Linked DNA regions of Mus musculus: all the other regions are linked to region 1. Evidence: chromatin contacts called from public promoter capture Hi-C data. All regions are on one chromosome and are shown on one strand. Each heading gives the region's core, a stretch centred on a gene start, on an enhancer-like site or on the middle of the called end of the contact. The rest is flanking DNA. Distances are from core to core; before and after follow the strand shown.

Region 1 (4,368 bases), core at 762-3,261:
ATGTTCCCAGCTGTTCTGTGTTCCTTCTATCTGCGCATAGCAATCAGGGCCCCCATTTAAGCCCCTACAAGCTGTTTCATAAATATTTTTCTCCCTTAAGAACTTGCCTTGAGTGGCCAGCTGCTGCTTCTCAGGACCTGCATCTCTCCAGGCATCCCAGTCTCAGCCCCTTTACTATTCTGTTTGGAAGCTGAGATGTCCTGTAGTCTGGTTAAGCAACAACCTCAAGCTCCTCTGTGTCTCCCCTCCAGCAAGATGGTTTTCTTCGTGGTGGGATGGGAGCATTAGGTATCAATGTGGCTCATACCTAAGGCATCTGAGTCGGGATTGTGAGGAGGGGACTCGGGTGTTGTGGTTTGTGATGGCACCCAGCACCTTCTTTATGAGTCTCCCTGTTGGGTCATTTCCCCCTGCCAATTCCCTTTTCTGGACTGTACCTAGATGACCTTGTCTGGCTTCGGCCAACATGGGGATTGTAGACAGCATCTCGAGTAATAGGATCCAACTGTATGTCAGGAATCCCTCCAGAGTCCAAGGAGGCACAGATTGCTGGAGGCCACTTAATAATACAGTGTTCAACAACAGCTCTCTCCGTATGAGTTGAGTATTCCCTGAAGTGCCTCAGTCTGGTGTGTGTGTGTGTGTGTGTGTGTGTGTGTGTGTGTGTGTGTGTGTGTATGTGTGTGTGTGTGCTTTTCTGGGGTCATAGCCTGACCTCCCATTTTCTAATACCCTACAGGTCCCTTCTAACATAAGCAGCCTTCCTAGTCTATCTGCACATGTCTACACTGTATAAACCATGACACGTGGCTGCCTGAATCACAGTTTGTTGACCCTGATGGAGTGGCAGGAGTTACACATTAGCCACAGAGTGGAAATTGCCCAGGATTGACTAGAGACCAGGTTTCTAATTAGGCTGCCTATTTTTGCTTTTAGTCCTTAATCTTTGGGACTAAAGTAGAATCAGTCACTACAGACTATGTCAGATATTTCCCCCTGAGGAATATTCTTTAAATAACACACATTGACCTTTCAGATCCTTCCTGGGTGTCCTCAGCCTTGGCTTTGTCACCGCTTGGATATTTGCCCCCCTCATTCTCTGAGTGCCACCCCTATACCCCTGTGGTGGCTAACCTTCTTTCTAGTCCCAGCAAAATCTCAGGGTCAGTATGTTCTTAATTGAGCACTGAAAAATATTTCTAAATCCAAGAAGAGGAGCTGGTTAAGTAAATTTTATCACACACGTATAAGAACATAATATAGTCATCCATACATCATACTGCCGTGGGGTCATTGCCATAGAAACAATTTCATACTATGTAGAAATCTCAGAATCATCCTCCAATATAAATAGAAAGGCATTATATATTTTAGTTCACTAATAGTTTACACCTCTATGTTTTTTCCCCTCAATAATCATGCATTATGTAATTAAATTTAAGAGCTTTTTGTTTAAGGAAAAAGGAATGTTTTCCAAAGTATTGCCGCACTGTAATTATAATGATCTAAAAACAAAAACAAAAAAAGAGTATATGGAGTGTGAAGTTATTCTTGCACAAACATGAGATGAAACAATTCAATTCCCTGGAAGTGCAAAGTTAAGAACCAGATGGGACCTTTCCACCTCTCACCCCCCGGTCTGTATTTGCTTTGTACAGGGGAGCCACCAGCGCTATCCATGAATGGCTCTGTCCCAAACTGGAATACACAGCTGCCTGCAGAGAGACCACTGATTGTCTAAGCAGGAGCAAGTTTACTTACCCGAAGCATACAGTCTTTTCCGGGGACCCGGAGCTGGCCAGCCATTAGGAGGGTGCTAAGTCCTGCGAGGATGGGAAATGACAACAGGCAGCAGGTGAGAGCCAGGCAGGCTTTGCTCCTGGCAGCTAGCCCGGCCCTGGCCTCTGGCCTGTGTCTACAGCCTTCCGGCAGCACTTCCACTGGGACTCCTTCTCCGAAGCCCAACCCCAGCTCCTCTGCCATCCTTCTGCTGTCTTGGAGAGACTTCTGATCCCTTCTGACCAGAGAGCCCCCCATTAAATAAGAGAGCAGCTGTCACACTGAGTGAGTTAATGACTGTCCTCTCCTCCCTTTTTTACTCTCCCCTCCCTCTGACAGCCCTCTGCAGCCTGCCCTGCCCGGCTAGGGAATGCGCCGCCTACAACAGAAACCAAGTTTGGTTTAAGAAAAAAAAAAAAAAAAAGAAGAAGAAGAAGGAGAAGGAGAAAGCTTTCCCAAGCATATTTATGTACAGTATGCTCATGTGCTCTTTCCTTCATTTACAGAAGGAAGTCAGGAAAGTCCCTGGAGGAGGAGATCAAGAATACATTAAGTCAATGGGTGGGGCAAATTAAAATGTACCTGCTCCTGCCCTGGACTGCAGCCAGCCGAGCTGGTCTGGGAAGTGTGTTCCTTCTGGAAGTGAAAGTGAGGGACTAGGAGGTGTGTGGCTTGCAACAGGAAATGGAAATCACGTTCACATCAGCCCCTTGCCAAGCGCCACAAACCGTCTTATCTCCCTGTCATTCTATAGATGGAAGTACTGACAGTCAGAAAGGTACCCGCCCTACGTCATTCTGGATGGAAGAGAGCAGAGCCAGGAAGATGTCCATTTTAAGTTACAATTAGACATGGGCATAGCCTGTGAAACATAAGGTTATTTATGTTCCAGCAGAGAGTATCTGGTTGTGATTGTAGTTAGAAGTGACTGTCAGAGAGATAATGACATAGGCTTCTGTACTCCTTTGTCCCAAAGTTAACTTAATGCCAGTGGTTTACCTTGCCTATGTTGGCTGTGGATGGGAGAGGGCATGGCAGCTGATATGTGCTAGCATTCACTAAACACTTGCTTTTTAACCCAATGCTGGGAGGCAAATATCAATTGACTTATTATCGACTTATTTCATCCTGAGACAACTGCTTTTCTTTTTCTCATTCTTTCTTTTTCTATTTTCTCTTTCATTTCCCTTCTTCCTCCCCCACTTCTCCTTCCTCTTCTTCTTCTTCTTCTTTTTTTTTTTTTTAAATACAAGGTCTTACTATGTTGTTTTGGCTGTCCTGAAACTCAATAGGTAGACCAAGTTGACGTCAAACTCACTGAGATCTCTCTGCCTCCATTTGGAGGACTGAATCCCCTTCTGGAAGAGGAGGTGGGGCTTGAATTCAGTCTTGGAGGTGGGGAGGGGTGACACCAGAGAAGCATAGAGGACCCTGTATAAAGGTGGTCTACAGCAATTAGGAATCCATGGCCTGTGAGCTGGCTCAGCAGGCGCAAGTGCTTCTTGCCAAGCCTGATGGTTTGGCTTTAATACTGGAAATCCACATAGAGAGAGAGAGACCTGACACATTGTCCTCTGGCTTCTACATGTACACTGTGGCACATATACATGCAGAATGAAGGAAGAAAAGAAGGAAGGAAGGAAGGAAGGAAGGAAGGAAGGAAGGACTAAATAATAAAAAAAAAAGAGAGGTGAGGAGAAAGAATAAAGAAACCAGGCACCTAGAGTAGCCCATGGCATGTCCCTGTTTGGTGGCCCCTATTCTTGAACACAACCCAGTTCCTCTCAGTATTTCGGAAAGCCCTTGGCCTGGACACTACCTGCTGTCAATCCTCCCCGGGGCCCAGACTCACCTTTCCTATGTTCCCAAGATGTAGATTCTCCAGTCCTCTACAGTCTAATGCTCACCCACGGTGTTTTCTCTGCTGGGGAAGCTTCTGATTTCTCTCCCCATTCCCCTATTCCTCCTTTGCTGCATCCCTTCCCTCCAGCTGGGAGTGATACTATCCTCAATGCTTTCGAGGCATCCCATCTTCTCTGTCACCAAATGCTCTGACTTGGCTTGGCTCTTTCTGTCACTTCCATTGGACCGCCATCAAAGCTGGGAGGGAAGGTGCTAAGTCATGCAGATGTTCCTCCTGGCTTGGCAATGGGTACTTGATTCATAACTAACAACTGTTGAGGTGAATTCCATCAAAGGGTAGCTTTTATGGCCCCTGCTTATCCATGCTTGAGGTAGCAAACCTACTAAGAAATGGATCTTTGCGATTCTCCCAGATCTTTGCCATTGTTACTTAACATTTCTTTTAATGACAGAGAGCTCTACTAGGGTACAGATGTTCCAATTTGTTTAACCTTACCCACTGAAGGGCATTTGAATTATGTCTAGCTATTATGCATGAAACTGTTATGAATATTCATGTACAGGTCTTTGTGCAAACTCACTTTTATTTCTTTGACATCAGTGACCAAGAGCGGCACTGTTGGGCTGTTTGTTGAGCACATGCTCTTTGTGTAAGAACGTGCTGTAGTTGCTTCAGAGACCATTTTATTTTTATCAGCAACATGACAGAGATCCAAAAGTCATTTC
Region 2 (4,670 bases), core at 577-3,076, 200 kb before region 1:
TGAGTGTTTGCATTAGGTAAAAGTATTTACAACCTTGTTTTGGTCTCTGACCATAAGTGTAACTATCCTCTTCCTCGGTGGCAGAACGTGCTGTTCATGGGAATCTGAATATGTCCTTCCTGGGCCATAATCATATTGGGCTCAGAATATTGGGCTGTCTTGTATTCTCTTTGGAACAGGAGCTCTGAGGGTTATAACAGCCCTGTGCTGCTGACACAGCCCTAGCATCTCACTTTAGATCTCTCCCTTGGGAGAGCCTTCAGATCCATTCTCTCCTCATGACTGGTCACATGGTTTATCTTCATTAACAAGCATGTCTTAAAACACTTGGCACACCCTGTAGGTGCAACAACATTATGAACTAACCAGTACCCCGGAGCTCTTGACTCTAGCTTCATATGTATCAAAAGATGGCCTAGTCGGCCATCACTGGAAAGAGAGGCCCACTGGACACACAAACTTTATATGCCCCAGTACAGGGGAACGCCAGGGCCAAAAAAATGGGAATGGGTGGGTAGGGAAGTGGGGGGGAGGGTATGGGGGACTTTTGGGATAGCATTGGAAATGTAATTGAGGAAAATACGTAATAAAAAAAAACACTTGGCACATTTATTATGCTACAATTATTTGTTTAAATTAATGTCTTAAATTTTCAAAACCATGTGGGTGGGTGGTGGTACTGCATATGTCACTGTGTTTGTGGAGGTCAGGAGACAGCTTGCAGGAATTGTTTTTCTCCTTCCTCCACGTGAGGTAAATATCTATACCCTGAGCTATTACAACTCTGTCTCCTTAATCTGTTTTCAGGATCAAAGGAGGTGTGCACGCCCACTGTGCTTGCAGCAACACTTATGGAAAACAGCACTATTTATTCCTAAGCTTGGGTCAGAAAGGGATGGCAGGTCCAGGGATACAGCTCAGAGGGTGGAAGGGACTCGCCTACAATGCTTGAGGGAACTAGGTTCCAGCCCTAGCACCATGAAAAAGGATGGCAACTGGCCCACAAGTCACAGGGGTTAGTAGTTGACTTGATGCTGAGTCCTTGTGTGAGTGTGTCTGAGTATTTGCTAGTGTCTGAACCTAGGACTTCAGACGTCTCTCCAGAACTGGCCAGAACTTCCTAAACTTCTCCATGATAGATGTTTTCTTTTTGGTTTTTCGAGACACGGTTTCTCTGGGTAGCTCTTGCTGTCCTGGAACTCACTCTGTAGACCAGGCCTGCCTCGAATGAGAGACTCAGTTGCCTCTGCATACCTAGTGCTGGGATTAAAGGCATGTGCTATGCCTCACTACCTGCTTTGGTTCCCACTCCCCTCCCCCGCCAAACACGGTCTCACTAGCCAGGTCATGAACTCAATCAATCCTCTTGCTTCAGCATCCTGACACGGGTGTGCTGGGTTTGCAGCCTGTACCACTAGGGCAGCATTGCTTCCTGATAGGGTGTAAGTTCCAAAGAAATTTCCAGAAAGGTAGGAAGTCTAGCTGGGTGAAGAGAGGGGGTAAATAATCAGGTTTGGATCCTTGCTTCTGAACTTCAACGTGGGCACACTATTAATTTCGGGAAGAGAGAAATAACCACGTGACAGGACTGCCACAGGGATAATACCAGCTATAAAAAACCAGCCTTTGACAGTTGCAAAAGAGCAGGAGTAGCCATCTCTCAATGCGCAGGCGTAGTGGAACAGCTTGGCACGTCCCTCCTTGTCCCGCCCCGCCCCGTCCCGTCTCACCCCGCCCCACCCCGCCGCCCCGTCTCACCCGCCCCGCCCCGCCCCGCCCCGCCCCATCTCCTGGGAGTCACCGGACTCAAAGGCAGTCAGTCAGCTGAGACACCGGGCGGTTCTTTTGACGGTGGGGCGGGGCTCCTGCGCGCTGCGCAGGCGCAGAGTCTGGGTGGTGGATCAGGTGATCCGAGGGGCTTCGGAGGGTGTTTGAGCAGTTGACTTAGGCCGTTCTCTCAGCCCAAAGTCCCCTCAGCAATGGCGAGTCAGTCGCAGGGCATCCAGCAGCTACTGCAGGCCGAGAAGCGGGCCGCCGAGAAGGTGTCCGAGGCCCGCAAGCGTGAGCTCCGGGACGGGGCGGGATGCTAGGCTGGGACGGCGACTAGGCCGCGGGCGGAGGCCGGGGGACAGTGTCGGGGCCAGAAGCTGTCCCGGCGGTGTCTGGAAGCCTCGAGGCTGGACCTCAGGTGCCTGTGGAGACAGTAGTGGGTTCGTCCACTTCTCGGGGTGGAGGGCGTGAAGTGGGCCACCCCACAGAAACTGCTCCCACCCGATCCCGATCCCTTGCTTCCGGCCGCGGCCCACCTACGGGAGCCACCTCCACGGCCGTCGAGTCTGCGAACCTAGGTCATTCTGGCCACCTCTCCCTCACGTTCGTCACTTTAAACGGTTCGCCCAGCCTCTCTAACCTGATCTCCGTCCATCGTTTTTTTTTTTTGTTTTTTTTTTTCTTTTTTCAGCACCATAGTTGAACTCCCTGAGTTCATGTGGCTACCTAACTCGGCCAGTCATTCCTTTCTTTGTTCCCCTGAGAATGTATTAGAGAAGTGCCGAGTTCATATTCATCACAGGGTATTTCTTGTTCCAGCGGAGGCGCACATACCAGTTAGGATGTGTGTAGCAGTGAAAGGCCAATATTGAGAGGGACAAAGTGGCCAGAAAAGTCAGTTTACCACGTGTGTAACTGGGACCAAGGAGTGGAAGAAGCCTGTAATATTCTGCAACAAATTCCCCCCCCCCCCACTTCAGACACCTGCTTAAAATTCGAACATAACTTTCTCGTCACACCTGGCCTTCCACTCAGCACTCCTTGTCCCCGCAGAATGGAGCTGGTATTTCATAATGGATTAGAGGAAGTGTTTTCATCAGTCAGGCTTTTGTATTCTCTCCTAAGCATGTCCCTGTGAGAAATTCTCTTCCCGCAGTACTGCGTCGCTTGAATCCTAAAGGCATCCTCATTTCTGGCCCTCCAGGCTTTTGCACTTCGTTTGCCCTGATGGTTAGTTTTGGATCTCAGAATTTGGCAGCGGTTCCTCATTCAGGCTCTTTCCCTCACTAATGCTTGTTTTTGACGTAGTGTTATAGTAAGCTGTTGGTTTCCATGGCCTTGCCGCTAGAATAAGCTTTTGGAAACTGGAAACTGTGTCTCAGGACCTTTATGAATCTAGTTTTCCAAGGTAAGAAGACACTGCGTTTGCTCCTGTTTTTTTGCAGGAGGGAAAAATGAGACCCAGAAGGTGATTTGGCCAGACTCTGGCTTGAGAGGCCTTTCTCATGCAAGGGATTTTCCTTAGTATAAAACTTGCAGTACACTTATGTTACATACTGCTGACGGGCTGAGACCTCTCAGAGATCTGCCTGCCTCTGCTTCCCAGTGCTGGCCTGAAAGGCATGTGCCACCATGCTCACCCCCCAAGTAGATTGAAGTGTGGCCCTGGTGGGAGTTAGGCGATTCTTTATTTCCAGGAGATGTTTTCTGTAGAATGCTGGGGGTGGAGAGAAGCCCTTTTCTTCTCAGGTGGCTAGAAAGGCCTGTGTTGTCATGCTCTCGATCCAGAATTTCCAGACTGTCTTGTCAGTTTGTCCTGTGATGACTCAGCCGCAGTAGCAGGTGTATGTGTTGGGAATTATGTGAGGCTGTTTGGAGGAGATGCAAGAGCAAATACTTGGACTGTGGTGGGAATGACCGTGTTCCCGGGAGATTTTAAACCTTACTTGGCTGCAAGCTTGTATGTATCAGATAGCTGAAGCAGTTTGTTTTAGAGGGGTTAGCTTACAGCCAGCTCACATTTTAATATTTTCAGGGGTTGGGAAGAGAGGCATTGAAAAGAGCTGAAATATGAGAACTGTCATCCTTGATTTGTGGTCACACTTGACTTGCTCAGTTAAGGGTTGGGAAGGAAAAGTTGTAATCTCAGCGTTCAGAGGCTTGTGGATCACTGAGTTCGAGGGCAAGTTCCAGGACAGCCAGAAAAATCCTGTCTCTGGAAACCAGGAGAAAACACATACACACAGAGACTGGGAAGGGTCAGGGTATGTTGTAAAATAATCAAGCCTGAGTTTCTCATGAAATCATTACTTTGTTAGGTTAGACCATTTGTAAGGTCTGAGAAACATGATTAAAAAAAAATTGGGGCTGGGAGCAATTATACATGACTCTAAGGGAAACTGATCCCACACAGCAGAATCCCAGACTTCGAACCAGCACAGGCTGTGTTAACCCCCCCCCCCCCAAAAAAAAAAATTAAGGCTGGGGACTGGACGTGTGATTGAGTGGTAGAGTGAGGATGTTTGCCAAAAGGCATTGGTGGTCTTGTTAGGGACTGGTTCAGGGAGCTATGGGTGTTGGGAATAGTAAATTGTGAAATTACCTTGGAGTTCCTGAATAATGGTTGGACCATGGATGTCTTTGATAGACTTGGTTTGGAAAAGGTCTTTGGCTTTAAATGTAGCCCATGTAGCTGATAGGGGAGGACTCTCTCTGAAGGATTGGGCTTAGCACAGGAGGAGTGAACTTAAGTAAGTGCTGTGTTTAAGTGTAGGCTTGCGAAGTAATCCTTGGGGTGTGTAGGGACAGACTGTTTCAGATGGCGCTGGTGCCAGAGTCATTACAGGTCCAGAATTGCCCTAATCAGGAACTTTGATGAGTCCACTTGGGTAGTGTGCTTT
Region 3 (4,424 bases), core at 1,463-3,962, 250 kb before region 1:
TATATGGGATGTAAGATAAAGAGGAGAAGATGTTTGGAGAGGGGTATGGGAGAATGTGAAGCCCACAAAGAGCTTTCTCTGCTGGTCCCCAGAATAATCAAAGTCCATTAGGCTTTCTCCAGAAAGGGAGAGAATTTTTCAGAAACCTCAGGGACCTCCCAAAAGGGGTCTCTGAGTAGAGAAGCAAACTAGACAGGCCAGTGTCAGAGACAGATGGTGGTATCCAAGGCGCACACACAAGCACTCAGCCCAACTCGCCTGGCCACGAGCCACTGAACACCACACAGCAAGCAGCCCAGGACTTTTGCTGCCTAGGAGTTTCCCAGCAGCCAGTGCGCCCTGTTTGGTACATCTGGATGAGGTGGACCAGGAGACCAGAGAATGGGGTGAGAGGGGCTCACACCACAGGTCAACCCAAACCTGGAGCAAGCATTTCTCCGTACAGGATGGATGCTGCCGTTCCTTTCCTTCAAACTCCTCACTTCTTGTTTAATAAGCAGTAGGGCTCAGGCTAAATACTTATGAGAGAAAGCTCCTTGGATCCACCCACGGACCAAACACTGTAGCTCATACTCCAACTGGCTGGCATTCACTCACCCTGGGTGATAAGATTAGCAAGCATGAATGCTCCTCCAGACAGATGGATTAGATTCCTACTAGCTGGTTGTGGTGAGGTTATTTTTCTCAATTGACAGATCCAAGAAAAACCGTGCTCAGTTTCATGGGACTCTGGGTTCATGGTCAGGGAGAAGCCAAGTTTGCAACAAAGTTAGGCGCCAGTTCTCTGGTCTGGCTTGTTCCAGCATACACTGGTTAGTCCACAAATAGAAGGATCAGCCCCAGCTCTGTGGTTACCCAGCCTCCTCCTGGGTTACTAGCAGTGGGGCAGAACTAACTTTCAGCGGCAAAAAGCCTACAGGATCCAGAAAACAGCACAGCAGCAATAAAGATGGGGGGGGTGGGGGGGGGTCTGGAGGGGGGAGAGCATCAATTACCCAATGTCAAGCAGGGGCTCTTTTCTAACACTTGTAAGGATCCACAGCCCTTTTCACATTTTATGACCAGGCATTTGCTTATGTTATACTGTGTATGTGCCTTAGCCTTTAGGTCACCTAAGGCAAGAATAACCATTTCCTCCGTGCTCAGAACACCGATCTGCGCCACAAATTAAATGTTCCTCTTTTAAAATCCGGTCAGGGAGGCAAAAATAAACCAACAACAAAGACCAGAAAGGTCAGGCGATTTGGTATAAAAGATAGCAGCACAGGCAACCGAAGAGGGAGCACTAAACTGCCTGTACTGTCCTCTAACGCTCCCATAAACCACAGCCCTACCTTGACAGCCTCCGCGTGGGTCACCCGGGCTAGAGATTTATCGTTGACGCGCAGAATCTGGTCCCCGACCCGCAACCCTTCCTTCTCTGCCAGGGAGCCCGGCTCCACTAGAGACACGTAGATGCCCACGCCGTGTTCCGAGCCCCCGCGGATGCTGAAGCCCAAGCCCTCGTGGGCCTTGGCGCGCCGCAGGCTCACGAGTCGCACCTCCCCGGGCCCCGCGCCGTCGGGAGCGGCCCAGGCGGGCTGCCTGTAGGGGGTGGTGGCTGGCAGGTAGAGGCCCTCGGCCGTGTACTGGTCGAAGAGCAGCTGGTCGGAGCGCGGGATGACCAGACGCAGCATGGGCAGCAGACGCCGCTTGACCGGGCTGTCCAGCAGGACGCGCAGGGTGCGCACCAGGTCGAAGACGTTGCGGCGCGCGTGGTACGCGTTGAGGCAGTGAGTGAACTGCTCCCGCTCGGGCTCGCTCAGCAGCGCCGTGAGCGCTTGGTGCAGCTGGCGCACGTTGGCAGACAGCAGCCGCAACCCCGCGCCCCCGCCGCCGCCCGCCGCCGCCGCCGCCGAGCCCAGCGAGCCGGTGGAGGACGAGCTCACCGACAGGCCGTCCAGCTGTGCGTTCATCTCCCCGCCGAGGCCCGGCCGCACTCGGGGCGCGCGGCGCGGGGCGGCAGCTGCACCTGCGGCCAGAGGCGCGACAGCTGGATTCCCCGGGGCGCGGAGGTCACGGCTGGAGTCTGGGTTTGGGGTAGACGCGGAGTCACCGGCTGCAGTCTAGACTGGCCCGGAGAGCGGAGACGACGGCTGCAGGGTGGGTTGGGGAGGTGCAGGTGAGCTAGAGCGCTGGCTGGATCCTGGGGAGGTGGCAGGGACAGCGGCTGGTGTCCCAGGGGCGCGAAGGCAGGTGAAACTGGAATTCGGAGGACGAAGAGACGGCGGCTGCAATCCTGAGGACCGCGGCGGGATCCTGGGGGGACAAAGAGTTGGCGCCTGGAGGCCGGAGGTCGTGGAGACTGCGGCTGGAGGCCGGGGGGAGCGAGAACAGCAGCTACATGCCGGAAGGCGCGGGGACCGTGCGTGGCCGCAGTGGGGGGCGCAGCCACGCCGCCCGCCCCGTCACACCATGTCCGGGGCTCCCCCAGCCGAGATGCCCGTTCCTCTAGGGCTGGGGGACCCCAAAGTCAGAAAGAAGTTAGGGCGCCGGTCAATCTAGGCTCAGAGTCCGGAGCAGTCGCAGCCAGAGGAGCCACGCGGGCGTCCGGCGGGGGGTGCGGGGCATGTCCCGGGCCGCCCACCATGCAGCAGCCCGGGCCCCCGCGCCCCAACGCCGCCCGGGCGCACACGGAGCCACGCGGCCGGGAGCCCGGACTTTGCGAACTGTTGAGCAGCTCTGGGCTGAGTCTTCCAGCGAGTTCCGACGCCGCCGCCGTCGCCAGCCGGGACTTGGCCCCGCCCCCTCGCCCCTCCCCCTCCCCGCCCCGTCCCCCCGCGGGCTCTTCAGGAAATGACGTCCCGCCTGGCGCGCCTGGCTGTTGCCTGGAGACGGGGTGAAACAGTCCGGCCCCAAGGAAGAAAGGGGTGAAAGTGGGGGTGAAAGAAAGCAGGAGGAGCCCTGGGCCCCTGCGAAGTCTTCCCACTTCCTCAGCCCAGGGGTGAAAGATGGGGTCCTAAAAGCTGCGCTTTCCGGCGATCACAGCTCGATTCCAGGGTCGCTTTGGAGCAATTAGCCGGTTTGCCAATTCACAATTGGGGAAAATGGCCAACTTTTGGCCTCTAAAATAATAGATGCTTCATGCTCTGCTTTTCTGCCTTAAAATGTTGTTCCTGCAGCTTGCACACGTGCTGACTGCAAGTTTAAGTGAGTATGTGGACGATAATCGGTCACCTGCTCTGCACATGAGAAGAATATAAGCCACACAGGTGCCATCAGGAGCCAAGTCCTGTGCTGGGATAGATCAGCCTGGGCCCCTTCCTCTGGTGCTCTCCGGAGTGGGGGGGGGGGGGGGAGGGGGGAGTGGGGGAAAGCAAGGAGCTGTTATCAGAACTGTAAAGTATGCAAACACACACACATGCATTTAAAACTAAGTCTGGAGTAGGAATGTCACTTGTACCAACTGTTAGGTCCCGCTTGTGATCTTTTCCACACTGAGGGAACAGGGTGAAGGTTACATGACAACTCTATATACAGTCTTTAAAAAAAACATATTTTATATGGAAAGATGTCAGAATACACAGTCTAAAGTCTGTCATCTGATACCCACTCTCCTAAACACTATCACAGGAAAAACTCGGCTTCTAGTCAAAGAAGTGTTCTAAGAAGATCTATAGTGCTTGACCTAGTCACCACTACATGCCATGTGGATCTCTTTAAACCTGAATTGCCTCTCCAGAGGTGTTCTGTGAAAAGCTGGTTTTTTTTCCCCTAAGACTGTCCTGGGTTGCCGTCACAGGAATGAAACGGCTGACTCTGATATGGGAGAAATAGAAAAAGAGAAGGATTATCTGGAGTGGCTTTGAGCTGGCTGCAGAAGGGTGTTTTGTTCCCTGGCTAGTTATTTACCTGTGCACTTGGTCATTCTTCATTCAACATTTGCCAAGCACCCGTTCTGCTGCTTGACCAAGCGGCATATGGTTGATGCTGGAGACCCAGGATAAAGAGTTGAAATCTTTGACCTCAAAGAGTCATAGTCTGGCAAAGGAAAGACGGTGTAGGTCAAGGTTAAAAACAAACAAACATAAAAAAGATAAGCATTAGGAGTGTCAAGATAGACCACAGTGAGGCGAGGAGACTAACAGGAATGGACTTTCTGGGCTGCAGAGATGTTTCCGCGGGTAAAGATATTTGCCACCAAGCCTGACCACCTGATTTTCATGCCTGGAACCAGCACGGTGGAAGGGGGAGAACCAACTCCTGCAAGCTGTCCTCTAATCTTCATGGTGCTTGTGGCACGTGTAGCAACCCTGTAGCACATAATAAACGAATAAGTAAATAAAATATTTTAAAAGAAGAATCTTTCTGAGTAATGGGAAGCCACAGGGAGATTTCTAACACTGTAGTTTAATGCAGTCCCAAAATGGAGGCAAAGAATTAAA

What was found. Capture Hi-C pulls out chosen DNA fragments and counts their contacts.
Region 2: a contact with region 1 is called in a promoter capture Hi-C map of liver. The contact joins the promoter of Atp6v1g1 here to the promoter of Tnfsf15 in region 1. A contact is called at or near these places in 2 of 39 promoter capture datasets (liver and neural stem cells), 2 of 484 Hi-C or Micro-C datasets (both in liver), 2 of 115 datasets of contacts at active chromatin or transcription factors (bone marrow-derived macrophages and pancreatic cancer cells) and 4 of 9 other capture datasets (adipose tissue, liver, macrophages and 1 more).
Region 3: a promoter capture Hi-C map of liver shows a contact between it and region 1. The contact joins the promoter of Whrn here to the promoter of Tnfsf15 in region 1. A contact is called at or near these places in 6 of 39 promoter capture datasets (frontonasal cranial neural crest, hippocampal neurons, liver and 3 more), 3 of 484 Hi-C or Micro-C datasets (beige adipocytes, embryonic fibroblasts and nephron progenitors), 3 of 115 datasets of contacts at active chromatin or transcription factors (the NIH/3T3 cell line, bone marrow-derived dendritic cells and bone marrow-derived macrophages) and 2 of 9 other capture datasets (adipose tissue and liver).

What each region holds. Positions count from the first base shown.
Region 1 is chr4:63,743,048-63,747,415 of GRCm38.p6, forward strand. It overlaps Tnfsf15 (tumor necrosis factor (ligand) superfamily, member 15), which reads right to left and starts at 2,012. Exons shown (of 4, transcript NM_177371.4): 1 at 1,762-2,012. The coding sequence starts at 1,983. Gm42294 (a long non-coding RNA gene) reads left to right here. Exons shown (of 5, transcript XR_881353.3): 3 at 1,659-2,064.
Region 2 is chr4:63,542,939-63,547,608 of GRCm38.p6, forward strand. It overlaps Atp6v1g1 (ATPase, H+ transporting, lysosomal V1 subunit G1), which reads left to right and starts at 1,827. Exons shown (of 3, transcript NM_024173.2): 1 at 1,827-2,061. The coding sequence starts at 1,980. It overlaps Gm38592 (a long non-coding RNA gene), which reads left to right and starts at 2,355. Exons shown (of 2, transcript XR_881351.1): 1 at 2,355-3,000; 2 at 3,079-4,670.
Region 3 is chr4:63,493,279-63,497,702 of GRCm38.p6, forward strand. It overlaps Whrn (whirlin), which reads right to left and starts at 2,713. Exons shown (of 12, transcript NM_028640.2): 1 at 1,335-2,713. The coding sequence starts at 1,955.